2 separate regions of the Gossypium hirsutum genome follow, and region 2 is linked to region 1. The links are chromatin contacts, called in public Hi-C maps. All regions are on one chromosome and are shown on one strand. Each heading gives the region's core, a stretch centred on a gene start, on an enhancer-like site or on the middle of the called end of the contact. The rest is flanking DNA. Distances are from core to core; before and after follow the strand shown. Region 1 holds the start of LOC107893789 (kinesin-like protein KIN-7F). Region 2 overlaps LOC107929252 (glycerol-3-phosphate 2-O-acyltransferase 6).

Evidence for each region. A called contact is a pair of places that touch in the nucleus more often than the background predicts.
Region 2: a contact with region 1 is called in a Hi-C map of leaf, with 4 times the contacts expected there. The contact joins the enhancer-like site here to the promoter of LOC107893789 in region 1. A contact is called at or near these places in 8 of 34 Hi-C or Micro-C datasets (callus, leaf and seedling).

Annotation. Positions count from the first base shown.
Region 1 is chrA13:43,944,547-43,949,237 of Gossypium_hirsutum_v2.1, forward strand. LOC107893789 (kinesin-like protein KIN-7F) reads right to left here and starts at 1,849. Exons shown (of 15, transcript XM_041086018.1): 1 at 1,752-1,849; 2 at 778-886; 3 at 415-678; 4 at 38-127. The coding sequence starts at 643.
Region 2 is chrA13:44,207,917-44,212,607 of Gossypium_hirsutum_v2.1, forward strand. It overlaps LOC107929252 (glycerol-3-phosphate 2-O-acyltransferase 6), which reads left to right. Exons shown (of 2, transcript XM_016860623.2): 1 at 1-19; 2 at 1,935-2,461. The coding sequence ends at 2,267. Among protein-coding and RNA genes, the nearest start is that of LOC107929252, 3.3 kb to the left of the region's middle. Within about 2 kb of position 2,710, at least 3 of the 9 cell types and tissues checked have an H3K27ac peak or open chromatin away from gene starts, as enhancers often do. A contact at or near this core is called in leaf, where this site is marked.

The sequences.
Region 1 (4,691 bases), core at 599-3,098:
AACACCAAGATGCCAAATTGCGAATACCACTACTTACAATTAATACCACTAACGACTGAAAGTGCAACCTCCTTGGCTCCTTCCTCATATACTTGCTTTGTCAAGCAGTCACCCCGAAATACTCTATCTGTTCCCAACATATGAAGGAAGAAAAAAGAGACAGCAACATAAGTCTCATATATGAAACTTTATTGAACAAAGCTGCTTCCAAATCCCAAGCATATAACAGAAACAACTTCTACCATGAATTTGTAATATAAAACGAAATCAAGATCTCAACAATTAAAGAATATATCATAGAAAAAAAAAAGAATACCAAGTTCAGAAAATATGAGTTAGAAACTGAGAGTTGGCTATCACTAGTTTAAGGGAATAAAAAATGGTTTGGCCCCGAAAATGGAAGAGTTTGCTTACCAAATGTATAGGCAGACGGGAATGTGGACCCTTCCCGGAGGGTGTTCCGATATAGGATAGTGTTATCATTGATGCATTCCCAATCAGCAACTTCATTTGCTATAATTTCCTTGTCACTCAAAGGCCTCAACCTCACCACAACAAGAATCCTCTCCTCACGAGCACCTGCCGTTTGCGCCTTCTGTTCTTTCTCCACCTGCTTTAACTCCTCCCCACCAATTGCCCCCATTTTTTTTTCCTACTCCACTTTTCTTGTTACTCACCCTACTAGGCGTTAAGTGAAAAAAAGAGCCATGAATTTGCAGGTTCTCAAAAAGAGGACAAAAAATCAAACTCGATAGATCAAACACACATCGTACTCACCCTTGCTTTCCTAAAAATGCAAGAGAGTTTACAAGTTAACAGCAAGGTTGTTGGGGTTGCTAAATATATATTAAAGCTCAGGCCAATCCTTTCACAACCATAAGCCTATCTGCAAAAAGAAGCTAATCATGATTATAAAATCCAACTAACTATAGAAAACGATCCATGAGTATAAAGACTAATTACTGATTATATCAGCAACAGCGAGCTAATTATAGACTTTATCCAACCAACATGAAAATGATTTGCTTCTTATATTCTACTTTTAAGGTTAAACATCACTTAAATTAACCATTTTTAAAAAACAAAATCAAATGTCAATGAGAACTGGTAGTTAAGATGAAAAGATCCCTTCCTAACCCCCCCCCCAAAAAAAACACTCAAATTTTAATTTTTAATTCTTGAAAGAGCAGAAAACTTTCCCTAGTGGTCACCAACTATGCTTAATAGTCAAGCAACGAAAATCTTCAACTTTATAGTTTATACTCATAAATTAATAATAATAAAAAGTTTTACTCATTTTCTCATTTCTGCTTGTTTTGTTTTCTTTTCCCTCGAAACGAAAATGGCGGTTCAGTTTAAAAGAACTAGTATCAACTTTAGTACCAAAACAGTGTCGTTTTCCCTCCATTATGCTCTCTGATCTGATTCCATAACCGTATACTTTCCACCTCGAAACTCGAGCTCTGCAAAATCCTAACCGAATAAAATCTAAAAACTTGTTTAAAAATGAAAAACAATAGATTTTGATTCGAATAACGTAAGAATCCAAAATTTTCTGGATTTTTTTTTAAAACGCTAGCAGTATTAAGTAGTAACGATTTCTTTAAACGGTCAATTTCTAAATTCAGAAATCAAAATCACCCCCCAAAAAAACAACAGTCTTACATACGAAAACAAAATCTATCCACTTGTCGAATTTTAATGAATTTAAATTTAAAACTAAAAATTCATCGAAGGGGAAGAGAAGATACGTGACTTGGAAGAGCAAAAAAGAAACACTGAAGAAGCGAAATCGAAGGTGCTATGACTTTACGCGTCGAATAAAGTTGAAAAAACGAAAGGATACAATGGAGAATTTTAATTTAAACCAAGGGTAAAAATGGGACAGCAGGATCGGGAAGGGGAGCGTCTTTTGAAAATTTTCTCTTCCTTGATCAATTACTGTTTTACCCTTGCTTTTTTATATGAGCTTGTGTCGCGCCACGTGGTCTTTAAGTTTTCTTGTCAGTAAATGTAACTTTCCATCGCGATGCACCGTTCAATCGACCGCTATATTGTTAAACATCAAAGGTTTAATTATGCTCTCAGTCCCTATACTCTCTGAATATTTGAAATTTAGGCTTTCTATTTTTAACTATACAAATTTAGTCCGTGTACTTATTTGATTTAAAAATTAAAATCCAATTGATAACATTTTTAATGAAATTTAGTTAAATTTAAATATGTGTTATTCTAAAATTAAGGGCATGATTTAAAATTTAAAGCAAAATCAATAACACATTTTCAAATTTGAAGAAAAATAATTAATAGTATTGTCAATTGAACTTTAGTTTTTAAATCAAACAAGTAGAGGACTAAATTTATTAAATTAAAAACATAAGGACAAGTCAATTAAACCACATGTGAAATAATAAAATATTTGTGCACAAGTCTTTAATTGACAATGATCTCGAGTTCAATTCTTAAACAACCTATACCTTGTACCCTTATTAAAAAAGCATAAAGATTAATTTTAAAAGTTTGAGCAATAAAAGGACTAAGGTGGTGAATTAGACTAATGTCAAAATTCCTTTTGGGCTGTTCGGTAGAGTTTTGGATTTTTTAGTTGTTAGGGCACAAATAGAGGATTGAATAATCAAACCCTCTAATTGTAATGTTTGGTGAATGAAGGTTTGCAAGAGCTTGTTGAGCTAAAACTTCCAAAACAAAAAACGCTGGGATGGGCAACATTTTTCACGGTTGAATGGGAATGAGATATGTGGAATGACATATCTAACCATGCTTACTCAAAAATTACTCCCTTTGCCACATGCTCTCAAACCTAACAGGGGTGTTAATATATCAGTAGCTTTCATTCTCCCATTTTCACTTTCACCTCAAAGTCCAAAGCCTAAAGTCCAAAGTAAATCTAAAAAAAAGCCAATGTGAATCTACAAAAATCAACTATGGAGATTCATTTGCAAGATGATTTCATCCATTAAGGTTAGTTCTTTCTATGCTTTTAAATTGTTGTACTTTTTTTTTTGCCTTTATTTGTCAAAAATTTTTGCCGTTGTAAATCAATCTTTTTCCTCTCTGTTAGTCGATTTTTTCCCATGCATGTTAGGATATTATGGGATATTATCTTTTAGAAAATTGAATCCTAATAGGATATTATAGGATATTATTATGGGATATTATCTTTTAGTAATTTGATTCCTACGTAACTATGACTGTATAGATATATATGTACCCTTGAAGTCAATCAATAAAATTCAAGAGATTACCTTATTCTTGTCATGGAATTTGAGCAAGGTTTTTGATACAAATTATTTTTTTTATCATTCTAAATGGTTGGCGACGAGACTTCTCCTCCTCCTCCTCCTCTTCCACCACCACCTCCTAAAATTGAACCTAATTCTCCATTTTTCTTGGGTCCTCAAGATTGACCGGGTGACTTTATTACTCCTATTCGATTAAAGCTCGATAATTTTGATGATTGGGCTTTTTTTATTCTTGTTGCTTTGTATTCTCGACACAAATTTGGATTTCTTGACGGTACCATTATAGATCTTGTTCTCCCTTGCTCGAAGGATGATTGGGTTACCATCCATTGTATACTTGTATCCTGGATTCTCAATACTATATATCCGGAGGTAAGATCGATGCTTTCCAATTATGATAATGCGAAAACTTTTTGAGATGATTTACATGAATGTTTTTTTGTTGTCAACTGTCCATGTATTCAACAATTAAAAGCAAATATTAGTCGTTGTGAGCAAACCAAGACTATGAGTGTTGCAGTTTATTTTAGTAAATTAAAGGTTTTGTAAGATGAATTAGATAATCGTGAACCTTTGATTTGTTGCAAGTGTGGACAATGTTTATATAACTTAAGGAAGATGCATGAATAAAGTCATGAGCATGACCGGCTTCATCAATTTCTTCTTGGTCTCTATTTTGATTATTATGCCCAGATCAGGTCTACATTATTTTCCCAAGATCCTTTGCCTTCTTTGAATCGGGCATTCCAGCAAATTACTCAAGAGAAACGCATATGCAGCATTACATAGGTCAAGGAAGAAAAGCCCGAAATTCTAGGCTTCGCAGTGTGCACGGAGGGTCGTAACAAAGGTCAAGCTGATCGTATTGATAAAATGACCTTGTTGTGTACTCATTGCCATTGCAAAGGGCATGAGGTAGCTACATGTTTTTGACTTACATGGCCACCCAGATTTGTGGCTCAAGAAGTATGGGAAATTAGAGATGAAAAGTGATGGTTGCGATGGCAAGACAGGTGTCGCATTTTCACATAGCGAGTTTCTCATAACAAAGGCAGTGTGCAAGCTAACGCTATTACCGTAGATACCAGCCATAGAGCAACATTAGCTTAGAACATAGCAGAGGCAACACAAGTGTTAGGGGGCAACACTTCCTGGTTTTACTACTAAGTAATGACAGTCTCTTCTAACTGTGCTCAGTAATAAACGATCAACTTCCACTCAATTGGATAGTAAGTCCAAGAATAATTGGATTATTAATACGAGGTGTTTAAATCATGTTACGAGTGATCTTATGTGTTTGATGAATGTGAGAGATGTTGTAGCATGTTTCATAGGACTCCCTAATGGCCAAACAATGCTAGCTGCCAAAGAAAGAATGGTTAAACTAACGGATAAAATTTACTTAAAATACATTCTTTACGTTCCTAA
Region 2 (4,691 bases), core at 1,460-3,959, 260 kb after region 1:
TTTCATGTCATTATGCAAGGTTAACCAAGCACTCGTTCCTTCTCTTTTCGTTTTATGATGTTTCCTTCCTTATTGTTATGGTCCAACTTTACAAGTTGTTTCTTCACTATGTAGGTATAGGTTCGGAACGCAAATCTCTTGCCCCTATGAAACCTAGTCTGTTTTTAATATATATATATATACACATATGAATTCAATATTTTCTCGCCATTAAAACGTAATTTAATTTTTTATTAACGACAAAAAAAAATTGAATTCGAAAAATGTATTATTATTTTTTAAAAATGAGTTGAGATTTGTTTTAAGTTTTGAAACATTTACAATTCGAATCAAGTCAAATTTAAATTAGGCCTATGTATGATGTCAATACTATACATAAGTTTAGCTCGCTCAAAATATAAATTTCAATTTTTGTTTAAACTCATTCATATTTTTAGATTATTAACGCAAGTTCATTTAGGTTGGTCTATAAATTTTTTTATTTTTAAAATAAATAATTTTACTAAGATTAATTAATTATATATTGTACTACCATTAAATATATTTTTCTTTGAGTAATTTTATTTTTATATAATGCCTAGAATTGCTTATAATCTCTCCTCAATCCTTAAATAAGAAGATAAATGTGCTTTAGCAAGTTCAAACTCATGTTCTCTTGTATTGACAACAATACCAATACCAACAAAGTTAAGACTTAATCGATACTTTTAGTAAATTTCTAAATATAAATAACATAATATATGTTTTATATGATATAAGTAATATAATATATAACTTAAATGAAAAATAATATATTAAAAATTTGAAGTCAGGCTAAGTCGTATCAGGCTTGGTTCATATTTTAAACAAGTCTAAGGGCTCGGGTGTTTACTTTCAGTAGGTGCGCTTAGCTTTCTTTTTGTCTCACTCTACAATATCGTTATAGTATCTAATCTTATCACCACCGTTGTTTTTACACTAACTGCAGGTAAACACACCGCCCATCAAAAGGAACCCGAATTCTAATTGTTTAAACTCTTTTTTGGGTCATTATATTTTTATTCAAACCTTCTCAAATTTTAGAGGTGCTTTTGAGTTTAGACGACTGGCCCAATCCTTGAACAAGTCTATTTAAATCTAATTTTTTTAGTTATATAATACTTATTATATTTACTATGTAATTTATACATAAAAATAAATAAAAAATTTAATTGATAAAAAATAATTATTTGATTTAATATTTTAGATTTGATTAAAAAATTAATTTGTCAAAACTCGACATACTAATGTGATATGAGGCCATCTTCATCTCTTTTTTATTTTTTATAAATTAAAAATATTATGATGTATTAATTTAAATTTTCCTAATTTGTTATTACAATTTTTATGTTTTTTTTTTAATTTAAATTCCTTTAGAATTAATGTATAATCTGAAAAATGAGGTAGGAAAAAAACATTTTTTTATAAAAGAAAAATGCTCTAAAAAAACGTGGGGCATAGAGAGGCATTCGCTGGGGGCAGGGGATTTCTGTTACGAATACCTCAACCATAAAACTAATTTTGGTTTGGCGATAGGGTAGGTGAAAGCATTTGGGTATCCATAATGTTTTTTGTTTGATTTTGTTACACTCAACCACAATATTTTCATGCCCTATATACGTATTACACTTACTCTAAACATTTCTAACATTTGTTCTAGCAGCACCGTCCTCGTGATATTAGGTACCGTACGTTGCCCAATGGGCCCTCCGCTTCCAATTTAAATGCCTTGATTAGTAAAAGAATAATAATAAAAAAAAAAGTTGGCCATGAAAATAACAAAAAAATTTTACCAGCTTGAATTTTGCCTGCATGGAAATTCGTACATGCATCCACCAATATCTGACACTGTAGATAAAAGCCAGATGAAGAGTTGCTTGCAATTTTTACATTGATTTCATTGTTTGTATGTTCAGCAAGGATACATGGTGCCAATAACCAAATGCAATACATTACCAAGAAACAAGCTTCTAAGCCTCATCATATTTCTCGAAGAACACCTAGTCCAAATACGTACTCTCTTGGCTACCCTCTCCACTTTGTTTTGGCTTCCTATTGGCTTCATCTTTTCTCTACTAAGGCTCTACTTCAATATTCCACTCATTAAGCGGATTGCTCTATACATTTGCAAGCTCCTACGAATCAAACTGGTTGTCAAGGGTAACCTTCCTCTCGCACCTAAGAAAGGCCAAATTACCGGACTCCTATTTTTGTTTCCTACTGTTGTGATCCATTTTTGTTTGGATTAAGTTTGATTTTTGAGTCAATTTCACATTCCATTCTTTAAATTAACAAATTCAAATTTAAATATATTTTAAATTTTATAGTTTAATTTACTTTTAATTTGAAATTATCGAAAACTTGAATTAATGTTACACATTAAACAGCCCATTATAGATTAGATATTTTGTATGTATATTTTTTAAGGATAATTATAAAGTTATTATGTGTCATTAAATTGTATTTAAAAAATTAAAAAATAATTAAAATATTAATAAAATCTCAACTCACTTGTTTCATTATTTATGTATCAAATAATTACTTATATATTAATTATTGCTAAATTTACTATCATGATTTTTTAAGAAACTATTATGATTATGAAAATAAAGAAAAATGAAGATAGAGAGAGCGAGAGAATTGTTGATGGGTGGGAGGTATTTAAAGGGCATGGTGTCTTGTCATTTGGGCTAAGGGCCCCTTTGGTTTACTGGTTGAACCCAATGAGGCACTTTGCAGCCTCATTTTGTTATCAAACACACGGAAGCAATTGTTTGGATTGCAAATCTCAGTGCAATGAAAATTTTCAAAATTCATGGGTGGTACTTTTTTTGACAAAAATATCCATACTTTCGTTTATCCTTCAGAATAGATATTTTAAATTTTATCCAAATATGGTGTGATTATTTGTAAAACTAATACTTCAAATGGTTGTAATGAAACTAATTACCTTAAAAAACAATTATCATTTAATATAACAAATACTTTAAAAATGATTATGTAATTAATTAAAAAATATATAAAAGTTATATAATACATATTAATATTTTATTAAAAAAATTACATATTTTCAATAATTCATTAAAAATAAAATTAATTTAAATTTTTTATTAAACATAATTGTAAATCTATTGTCCTTAATTGATATTTTTATTTTCAACTCACCATTATAATTGCGTTTGAATCTAAACACGCATTTCACTGTTGATTTTAATTTTATTATTATAATATTTAATCTCACTACTATCGTAATTTTTAATGTCATGAGAGGCAAACACACCACTAATCCAAAAAAGAAAGCTTAATAAGAAAAAAAAAGGTCAAAACAGTCTATATTTTGGAGAAGCACACACTGCAAAGAAGCAATGAAGTAAACGGAAAAAACTGTACAAAATTAAATTCCTATGCAAATACCACACGGCAAAGTAATAAAAAAAAAGAAAGGGCAAAAATGGAAATTGCTTTAAAAAGAGCCAAGAGGGGGGCTCTCACTGTTTCAAAGAGGAGGGGAAAGGAGGGAACCGAAAAAAAATTGAAGGAGAAAGCTTGAGAGGAAAGGAGAGCCCCAAGAAAAGAAACAAAGACATGACCAAAGGGGAGCAAGCAACAAGGAAGCTTCGATCGGTATATCTTTAAAATCCTTTATTTTCATATTGATGAGTATTTGTTGATCTCAAATGCTCGTAGTTTTAAGCTTTCATGTATTTTCCTTCATTCTTGTGGTTTAAGTTTGTATAGATTATTTATCTCGAAATGAAATTATATTGTTTTGATACGAAAATTTGATAGTATGTGGGATTATTTTATTCAAATCACTAAAAAAAATTATTTACGTAAATAATTCTAATTAAAAAACAATCATCCAAATTACTTGAAATGAACAGTAAAATTGAGCAGGACTAAATGGATGGTATCACCTTTTTTCAAACACAATCATTGCTTGATGATTGTGTCAAGTGTTAAAAAATAATTTTTTAATATTGCGGACTAAATAGTTGGCACTATTTTAATTTTTTTCACCCTGTATCATATTAGTATAATACTAGTATTTAAAAATTTTAGGATACTAACACACTGATAATCGACACCCTTATACTAGATATAAAAAAAAATTTACGCTGAAACATCAATGACTGACACCAAAATAATAAAAAAATTAAAGGAATTTAAAAAAACTTTAAAGGAATTCTTTTAAAAAAATCAAAAGCCTGCCCTGCATCTCAAAGCCTGATGCCGACCATTTGAAGGATGGGCCGCTTCTCAGGGCCTGTCAATTCTCATCCCCTTTTCTTTTTCTAATTTTTTTCTTTTTTAAGTAAATTCTATTCATTTAAATTAATTTATCCTTTAATTATTTCTTTTTCATTTAAATTCTATTTTTTAAATTTAAATTTATTCCTTTAAATTAATTTACCCTTTAATTATTTCTTTCTTTACTTAAATTCTATTTTTTAAAATTTGAAGTTATTCCTTTAAATTGATTTATCTTTTAATTATTTATTTTTAATTAAATTGTATTTTTTAAAATTTAAATTTATTCCTTTGAATAGATTTATCCTTTAATTATTTATTTTTAATTAAATTCTATTTTTTAATTTAAATTTATTCCTTTAAATTAATTTATCCCTCAAAATTTATTTTTAAATTAAATTCTATTTTTTTAAAAATTTAAA